Regions from separate parts of the Mus musculus genome. Here region 1 is linked to region 2. A link is a contact called in public HiChIP or PLAC-seq data. All regions are on one chromosome and are shown on one strand. Each heading gives the region's core, a stretch centred on a gene start, on an enhancer-like site or on the middle of the called end of the contact. The rest is flanking DNA. Distances are from core to core; before and after follow the strand shown. Region 1 overlaps Gm33799 (a long non-coding RNA gene). Region 2 overlaps Gm1604a (predicted gene 1604A).

Region 1 (4,051 bases), core at 1,179-3,678, 330 kb before region 2:
AGAACCTGAGTTCACTTTCCATCATCCGCATGACAGCTCATACTTGCCTATAACTTCAGTTCCAGGGAATCCGACATCCTCACAGATGTAGGCAAAATGCCAACACATATGGACTGGAAATAAATTTTAAAAAGAGATAAAATACCTGTCGATATGTTATCAGAAAGCTCTCAAACCAAGAAGGGGAGAAACCCAGGACCAAAGCACCCATGAGTTGGCATCTTGTTACTCCACACGTCCTGTTACAGAGATGCCAGCGTATTGATCTGAAGAAACAATGCATTAAGTGGCTGTGGGTATGCTAAACTTTTGGCCAAGATACTGAGGGAAGCCAAAGAAAATGCCATGAACAGATTGCCAAGAGATGTAGGCTGTCTTCGCCGAGAGAGCTTCTACTTCTGAGTCCAGTCTAAGTCAGAACTTTAAGAGTAACAAATAAGGCGGGTGGTTCAGAGGTCCTGAGTCGCAACCTGGCAGTGGTGGTGCACAGAAACCCTGCCTCAAAAAACAAAAAGAGTAACAAATTAATGATCAGACCTTGGTGGGGGTAGTGTTATACCAGGGAGAGGAGATGGCACAGCAGTCAAGATGCCCACCAGCAAGCCTGATGACCTGGTGTGATCCTTGGAACCCGCATAAAAATCTCTATGTGGCAGCACCCATTAGAAATCCTGGCATGCCTACCAAGGTGGAAGGTGGAGACAGAAGAATCCGCCAGAATCACATACTCGGAACTGCAGCAGAAACAAGATAGATCCTGCCTCAAAAACAAGGCTGAAGGAGAATTGGTTGACCTTGACACAAGCGTGTGACACACACACTTAAAAATACTCTTTTGTTTGTTTTTAAAAGTAAATGTATTTATTACAGGGCTTGGCAAATGCCTCTAATTTAGGGCTCAGGAACCTGAGGCAGAGGTTCAAGCTAGCCCGAGTTACTCAGTGGAGACCCTGTTTCAACAACAAAAAACAAGAAACAAAACAAAACAAAAACAACTCACCTCCCAAACTTCCCTGAAGTCCTTACATAGCAGCTCACTAGGTAAGGAGGCCTCTAAGCCCTCCCACTGGAGGGACAACCAGCGTTAACACCTTGGGTTCCAACGAAGCCACACACTGATCATCTCAATGCTTTTAACCTGTGCAGGTCTATCGTGACATTTGTGATTTTCAGCTTTTGCCAGTGTGGACCATCAGAGAACAAACCCCATGTTCTGCTCAGAACTCAGGGCTAGCAGTCGCCTGTCCAGGCTGCAGAAGGAACCAGAAGCAAAAGCTGGCGGCAGTGTCCCCTAGGGGCTCTGTCTGGCACAGTGCCCTTCTGAGAGAGCTCTTTTTTTTTTTTTAAATACTTTATTTTTATTTCATATGTATTGGTGTTTTGCCTGCATATATGTCTGTGTGAGGGCATCATATCTCCTGGAACTGGAATTATAGATAATTGTAAGCTGTCATGTGGGTCCTGGGAGTTAAACCCAGATTGTCTGGAAGAACAGTCAATGTTCTTAACCACTGACCCATCTTTCTAGTCCTTGAAGGATGCTCTTGCATTGCAATGCCTTGCAACTTCTCTGGTCTTAGCTGGTCTTCACTTCATGGAGAGAAAAGCACCTAAGAACTTCTCACAGTATACTGACTGATTCTTCATGCTTCCACTGACTGCCAATTCTTTTTTTTTTTCATGTGAAACTGACTTTTTTTATTAATCATTTTATTCATTTACATTTCAAATGATATCCCCCTTCCCAGTTTCCTCTCCACAAACCTCCCATCCTATTTCCCCTTTTCCCCCTCCCCTTTCCCTCTATGAGGTTGCTCCTCCACCCACTCACCCACTCCCGCCTCATTCCCCTACGTGGAACTAATTTTTTTTTAATTAGGTATTTTCCTCGTTTACATTTTCAATGCTATCCCAAAGGTCCCCCATACCCACCCCCCCCCAATGCCCTACCCACCCACTCCCCCTTTTTGGCCCTGGCGTTCCCTTGTACTGGGGCATATAAAGTTTGCAAGTCCAATGGGCCGCTCTTTGCAGTGATGGTCGACTAGGCCATCTTTTGATACATATGCAGCTAAAGACAAGAGCTCCCGGGTACTGGTTAGTTCATATTGTTGTTCCACCTATAGGGTTGCAGTTAGTTCCCTTTAGCTCCTTGGGTAATTTCTCTAGCTCCTCCATTGGGGGCCGTGTGACCCATCCAACAGCTGACTGTGATCATCCACTTCTGTGTTTGCTAGGCCCCGGCATAGTCTCACAAGAGAGAGCTATATCTGGGTCCTTTCAGCGAAATCTTGCTAGTGTATGCAATGGTGTCAGCATTTGGAAGCTGTTTATGGGATGGATCCCTGCATATGAGAGCTCTTAAAGGCTCTGGAAGGCTAGAAATACCAGCAGGTCTGAGCAGGCAAACACTTATCGCTCTCTAGTGGCAGATTGTAAAATTGCAAACGCACAGAACTCGTGAGGCTTAGTCAAGTTCCAGAAAGAGATCCACCAAAGAAGTCCAAGAAGGCCACTTCATATTCCTGAAAACACCAAAGTCCCACTTAGAACGTGTATAGCTACCAGTCAGGGACGGTAGTCTGTCCTGTCTGCATTTGGGCTCTGGCACCCAGATTGAGTTCAAATTTCCGTTCCTATAGCCTGGAAGCTTCCAGGTTCCTCCTACTAAGGGAGGGAGAGAGGGAGGGAAGGATGGAGGGAGGGAAGGAGGGAGGGAGGGAGGGAGGGACAGATAAGGACAGAGGGAGAGAGAGAGAGAGAGAGAGAGAGAGAGAGAGAGAGAGACATGGTGGAGTTAACAGCTGTACCATTATAGATCTTTTTGGATCCCTCTATATTCCAGAAATCAGAACATCCAGGATTTTATGAAGGCAAACAGTCAGGTATATGCATGGTGTACCTGTGTTGTCTGAGGTGGAACCTTATATGCCTGTGAGTTAAACTCCTGTGAGTTTCTGCAGGAAACATGAACATGTGTGTTCCTAGGATGACCAAGGACAGAGCCACAGGGTCAAGCTTGCTGCTGTAATGTACGTTATATTGGGAAACTATCACAAGCGATTAAAACTTGTTGAAAGTAGACTCTAGTTCCTATAACCAGTCCTGTCCTGAGCCAGGCTGTCTGGGAGAGGGAAACCCAGCAAGCAGCAAAGGGCGTGGAAGACATTGACTCCTTGAGACTGTCTAGAAGACAGGCCATTTCCAGCAGGGTTTATCATGCTACAAAAATGCCCACAGAAGGGCTGAGAGATAGGTCTGAGAGGTCTGGAGTTCAATTCCCTGAACCACATTATAGCTCACAACCATCTGTAATGGAATCTGGTGCCCTCTTCTGGTGTGTCTGAAGACTGTGACAGTGGACTCACATACATAAAATAAATAAATCTTACAACAACAACAACAACAAAAAGCCCACAGAGGGGACAAGAAGCACAGTGCACATCCACGGAGAGAAAGGCCTCAGGTGGGAGCACCGGTCAACTGCCTCAGCCTCAGGAGGGAGCATTGCCTTGGGCATTGCCTTGGGTGTACTGGCTGGTTTTGTGTGTCAACTTGACACAGGCTGGGAGTTATCACAAAGAAAGGAACTTCAGTAGGGGAAATGCCTTCATGAGATCCAGCTGTAAGGCATTTTCTCAATTAGTGATCACGAGGGGGGTTGGGGGGTGGGGGGGTGGAGGGGGAAGGTCCCCTTGTGGGTGGTGCCATCTCTGGGCTGGTAGTCTTGGTTCTATAAGAGAGCAGGTTGAGCAAGCCAGGGGAAGCAAGCCAGTAAAGAACATCCCTCCATGGCCTCTGCATCAGCTCCTGCTTCCTGACCTGTTTGAGTTCCAGTCCTGACTTCCTTTGGTGATGAACAGCAATGTGGAAGAGTAAGCTGAATAAACCCTTTCCTCCCCAAGTGCTTCTTGGTCATGATGTTTGTGCAGGAATAGAAAACCTGACTAAGACAAATTGGTACCAGGAGTTGGGTATTCCTGTGACAATCTGACCATGTTTTGGGGAGGACTTGGAAGGACTTTGGAACTTTGGGCTTGAAGATCCATTC
Region 2 (4,031 bases), core at 1-2,500:
CAAGCGAAATAAAAACGTACACACAGTTCACTGAGATGCTTGCTGTCAGAGGGATGAGATGCCCAGAGTTCTGTTCTGGATATGCTACTTCTGAAATTGATGGCCACTGTCATGTTGGTAGGTTATAGCTGTGAATGACCAGTTCCACAGAAAGATTGGAGTAGAGAGAAAGTTGGTGTTTAGAGAGGGCCAAAGACATGACAGGCAGACAAGCAAGAGAATGTGGTCTGTGGAAAGCTTCCTACATTTTCAAGCTCGTGTATGAAAATATGTGACAGATTTTTCCACACTGATGATCTTAAACATCTCCATGCTACTATCAACTTCAAAAGCTAAAGCCAGTAAATCCCTCTAAACTTGAAATGTTGAAAGGCATCCCAGTACTAACCACACTCAAAGAAAACTTCTGTCCTCTTCTACAGGAAACATTAAAGAATATAATAGATACATGTATATATTTTAATATATGATATATTGATATATACATGTATATACATATATATTAAAAGGTGTATCTTATATATTTCTTCTTAGGAAGAAAGTACTTAAATAGTCTTTAGTTAACACACAGAGAAATGTATTGGGAAGTTGATAAAAATGTATTCTATTTAAGTGGAAATTTTTGTGAATTTTTCTAGTCTTCTTCAGTTTATAATTCATAATGTGCTTTTCATCCTGGATAAGCATCTGCGTTTGTGATTTAATTTGTATTTGCAAGCGTTTCTTTTTCCTATAGAAAAACTCCAGAATCATGTAAACATCGGGTCCTTTGAACTTGGTTCTGGCCCACAGGAGCCTGGCTCTCAGGCTGACCGTGGTGTGCCAGAGGTTCCTTGAATCTGGTGGTGATACTCAGAACGATAGACCTGCTTTTCAATTTCCTACAGGACTGAGAGCCAGACAGGATGCTCTGATCATTTCCTTTTGATCTAAGGGCTGTGGTGATTCTCTTGAGTAAGAGCCAGGGGGAGCACGCGCTCACCAGTCAGAGTAAAACCATGACTCAGAGTGTGCAGAGTCGCGCCCGTCTTCTTGGGAAGTTTTCAGTATCAAAACATGTTGTGTATTTGAGTGAAAGGTAAAATTCACATTCAGTGGATGGAAATTTCTTGTAAGAAGATATAAAACCCCCTAACACTTTCTATTCTTGAAAATGAGAGTTATTTTTGCCAAAGGATCTGAGACCTGAGTGCATATATAGATATTTTTAAATTGGTAGGTTATGCTAAAGCGTCTGATTCTGTGATTTCATTCACCAGTTTTCATCTTCCCCTAAACTATGCGCCGTGGTTTTAAAAACACAGGATGTGTGGGCTGGAGGAATTAAAAGTACTTTTAGATTTGCAAAATTTTAATTTAAAGCCATGAGTTTCTTTGTCTTAATATCTGCTTTCTTGATTGGATTATTTTGTGGTTTTAAAAACATTTCAGATTTGTAAAACAGAACAGACTTACTACAGAAGGAGCATAGAATCAGAATCCAGCCCAGCACATTGCCCCTTCTCTTGGGAAACAGGCACAGGAGGGCCTGTACTGTTAGGGGATAGGCTGGCTCCTGATCGTTTCACTGATGCAGGTTGGTTTGATCTGAGTACTGAAGCGCAATGTTATGGGATTTTCATTGTGGTTGGAAATAATATGGTATGGCACTCGAATTGTGTTCTTCCTAAGACTTGGGTGCCGAAATCTTTAACAGACAGTAAACTTCCTCAGCCTCAGGCCTCAGCCCCCTGAGGTTTATACAGCTGAAATCTGTTCCTTTGGGACTTTTAAAGATTGGGATCATTTGTCTAGTCAACAAAAATTATAGCAGACTGTAGTAGCAAAAACACCCCTGTAAATTGTAAAATTGTGCATCTTACTCTAGAGAGATCCCCTCTCAAACGTCTGTGCTGCTATAACTAAATCCAACTGTTCTTGCCTAAGGATCATCACAGGCGATGGCTTGCGTGTAGAGATTCCTTCTATTACCTGGAATCTTAGACAGATCATTTCTAAAATGGTTTCAAGTGTGATTTATGGGGATTGATGTCAGACTACTCATACCCACAGGAGAGAGAAAACTTCTAAAATGTCGTGTCACTCCTGGAGATGAAAGAAATTTGTGAATGAATTTGATAATAAATATTTCTGGACATGGAAAACCACAGAAAATTACTGAGAGAAATCTTAAATGGCTAAAAGAGGGCTTCATTCATTTTTATTTGGTTTACTGTGTTTTACCAATACTGTTGATTTTTAGGTTTTAACTTATGTCCTGTGTCTTTAGATTTTTAAATCATGTTGTAAAGGCCTGTTTTATTCTGAGGTTATGGAAGAAGCTTATTCCTATTTATTCTAGAACTCTGAATTTTCTATTTCACATGCTACATTAAATCTTCTATGCACTGTGAGACACTGTTGCGGTGTTTTATTTCCTCAGACAGCCATTCCTCTTAGACTGTCTACAAAGTGTCTGTGCTTCCCACAGTTTGACTGTCAGCACTATGAGCTGAGCCTTGCCTCTGTTCCCTCCTGTGGGTTGGAGTCTCTCTAAGCCTCCATCCCCCTGTTTCCTTAAGCATGGCCCTTTCCTGTCATTTTCCCTGTCTTCAATTCTTCTTGATTTGAGATTGGAGATATATGAGATGTGGTCTTTACATGAGTTTATTGCATTGTAGTGAGTAACACAAACCCAGAAAGCAAACCCAAGCAATCCCTTATAGTAGCTAGAAAGCCCCAGCAGACCTCCTCTCAGTGCTTTCCATAGATCTGGGGTCACAGGCACACATAGCCACACCCACCTTTTAATGGGAGCGCTAGGTCTGATCTTGGGTTCTCATGCTTGTGCAATAAGTATCTCTACACGCTGAGCCATCTCTCTGGTCCCCATATCAAGCCTGTATTCTGTAGCAGAGAAAGTACAGTGTCTCAGCCTATACTCAAGATATTGCTGAGTGATTCACTGTCTTCTCTAGCGAGCTGTGTACACGCTGGCCTCCTCACTCTTGCTCCTTTTGCAGAAGAGGAGTTAAAACCACAGAATTCAATTAATGAAGAACCTTCAGCTACCTGAGATCCTATCCAATGTGGCTTCATGCGTGGTGGATAGGAGGAAAGCACGCACTGGCAGCTCTCCCAACAAGATTATAACCAGGCGTTTATCTAATTTTTTTTTACATTTTTAAAAGAATTATGTAATTATATATAAGTACACTGTAGCTGTCTTTAGACACACCAGAAGAGGGTATCATATCTCTTTATAGGTGGTTGTGAGCCACCACGGGGTTGCTGGGATTTGAACTCAGGATCTCTGGAAGAGCAGTCAGTGCTCTTAACCACTGAGCCATCTCTCCAGCCCCCTAGTTATTCTTTGAAGTGTGCATTAATATAAGCAGTATTAGACATTCCCATGCCCAGCGTTTCCAAGCACTGTGGCCATCAGCCATTGCTTGGTACATTAATGTTGCCAGACCTAGCTGCTGACCCCAACTACTGCAGGACTTGCCATCGTGCCATGCTCTTACTGGGCTTAAGCTTTAAGCAATTGTTCTTGCCTCTAGCAAACATTCCCAATTTTGGTAAATTTCCCTAAGCCAACATATCTAGGTCAGCTTCAATTTATTTAAGTCCTAGGGTCAGGGACAGTGTGTGCTTTTGAAAATAATTACAGTACATTGTGTGTCACCCTCCTGCCCATCCCCTCTTTATAGGAGGAAAAAAAAATTTTTTTTTCTTTTTTTTTGGTTTTTCAAGACAGGGTTTCTCTATATAGCTCTGGCTGTCCAGGAACTCACTCTGTAGACCAGGCTGGCCTCGAACTCAGAAATTCACCTGCCTCTGCCTCCCAAGTACTTGCTAACACCCGGTGTCCGACTTCCAGTCTCCAGAGCCATGGACAAGGCATTGCTGCTGTTCAGTGCTCCCTTCCAGCTACAGTGGTTGTGGCTGCCTCACAAACAGACATACATGGAAACAGAGTTAAGAAGTCCAAATTGGAAGCATCAGTGGGCCACATAGAAACAAGTGAGTCCCACACCATGCGATATTTG

What was found. HiChIP or PLAC-seq counts read pairs in DNA pulled down with a chosen protein or histone mark.
Region 1: a contact with region 2 is called in an H3K27ac HiChIP or PLAC-seq map of microglia, with 5 times the contacts expected there. The contact joins two enhancer-like sites. A contact is called at or near these places in 2 of 115 datasets of contacts at active chromatin or transcription factors (large pre-B cells and microglia) and 1 of 9 other capture datasets (liver).

Annotation. Positions count from the first base shown.
Region 1 is chr17:8,263,213-8,267,263 of GRCm38.p6, reverse strand. All of the region lies in intron 4 of Gm33799 (a long non-coding RNA gene), which reads left to right. Among named protein-coding and RNA genes, the nearest start is that of Gm33799, 7.3 kb to the left of the region's middle. Within about 2 kb of position 2,428, at least 2 of the 459 cell types and tissues checked have an H3K27ac peak or open chromatin away from gene starts, as enhancers often do. A contact at or near this core is called in microglia, where this site is marked.
Region 2 is chr17:7,936,765-7,940,795 of GRCm38.p6, reverse strand. The region is part of intron 4 of Gm1604a (predicted gene 1604A); the gene reads left to right. Among named protein-coding and RNA genes, the nearest start is that of Rsph3a, 6.8 kb to the left of the region's middle. Within about 2 kb of position 1,250, at least 101 of the 459 cell types and tissues checked have an H3K27ac peak or open chromatin away from gene starts, as enhancers often do. A contact at or near this core is called in microglia, where this site is marked.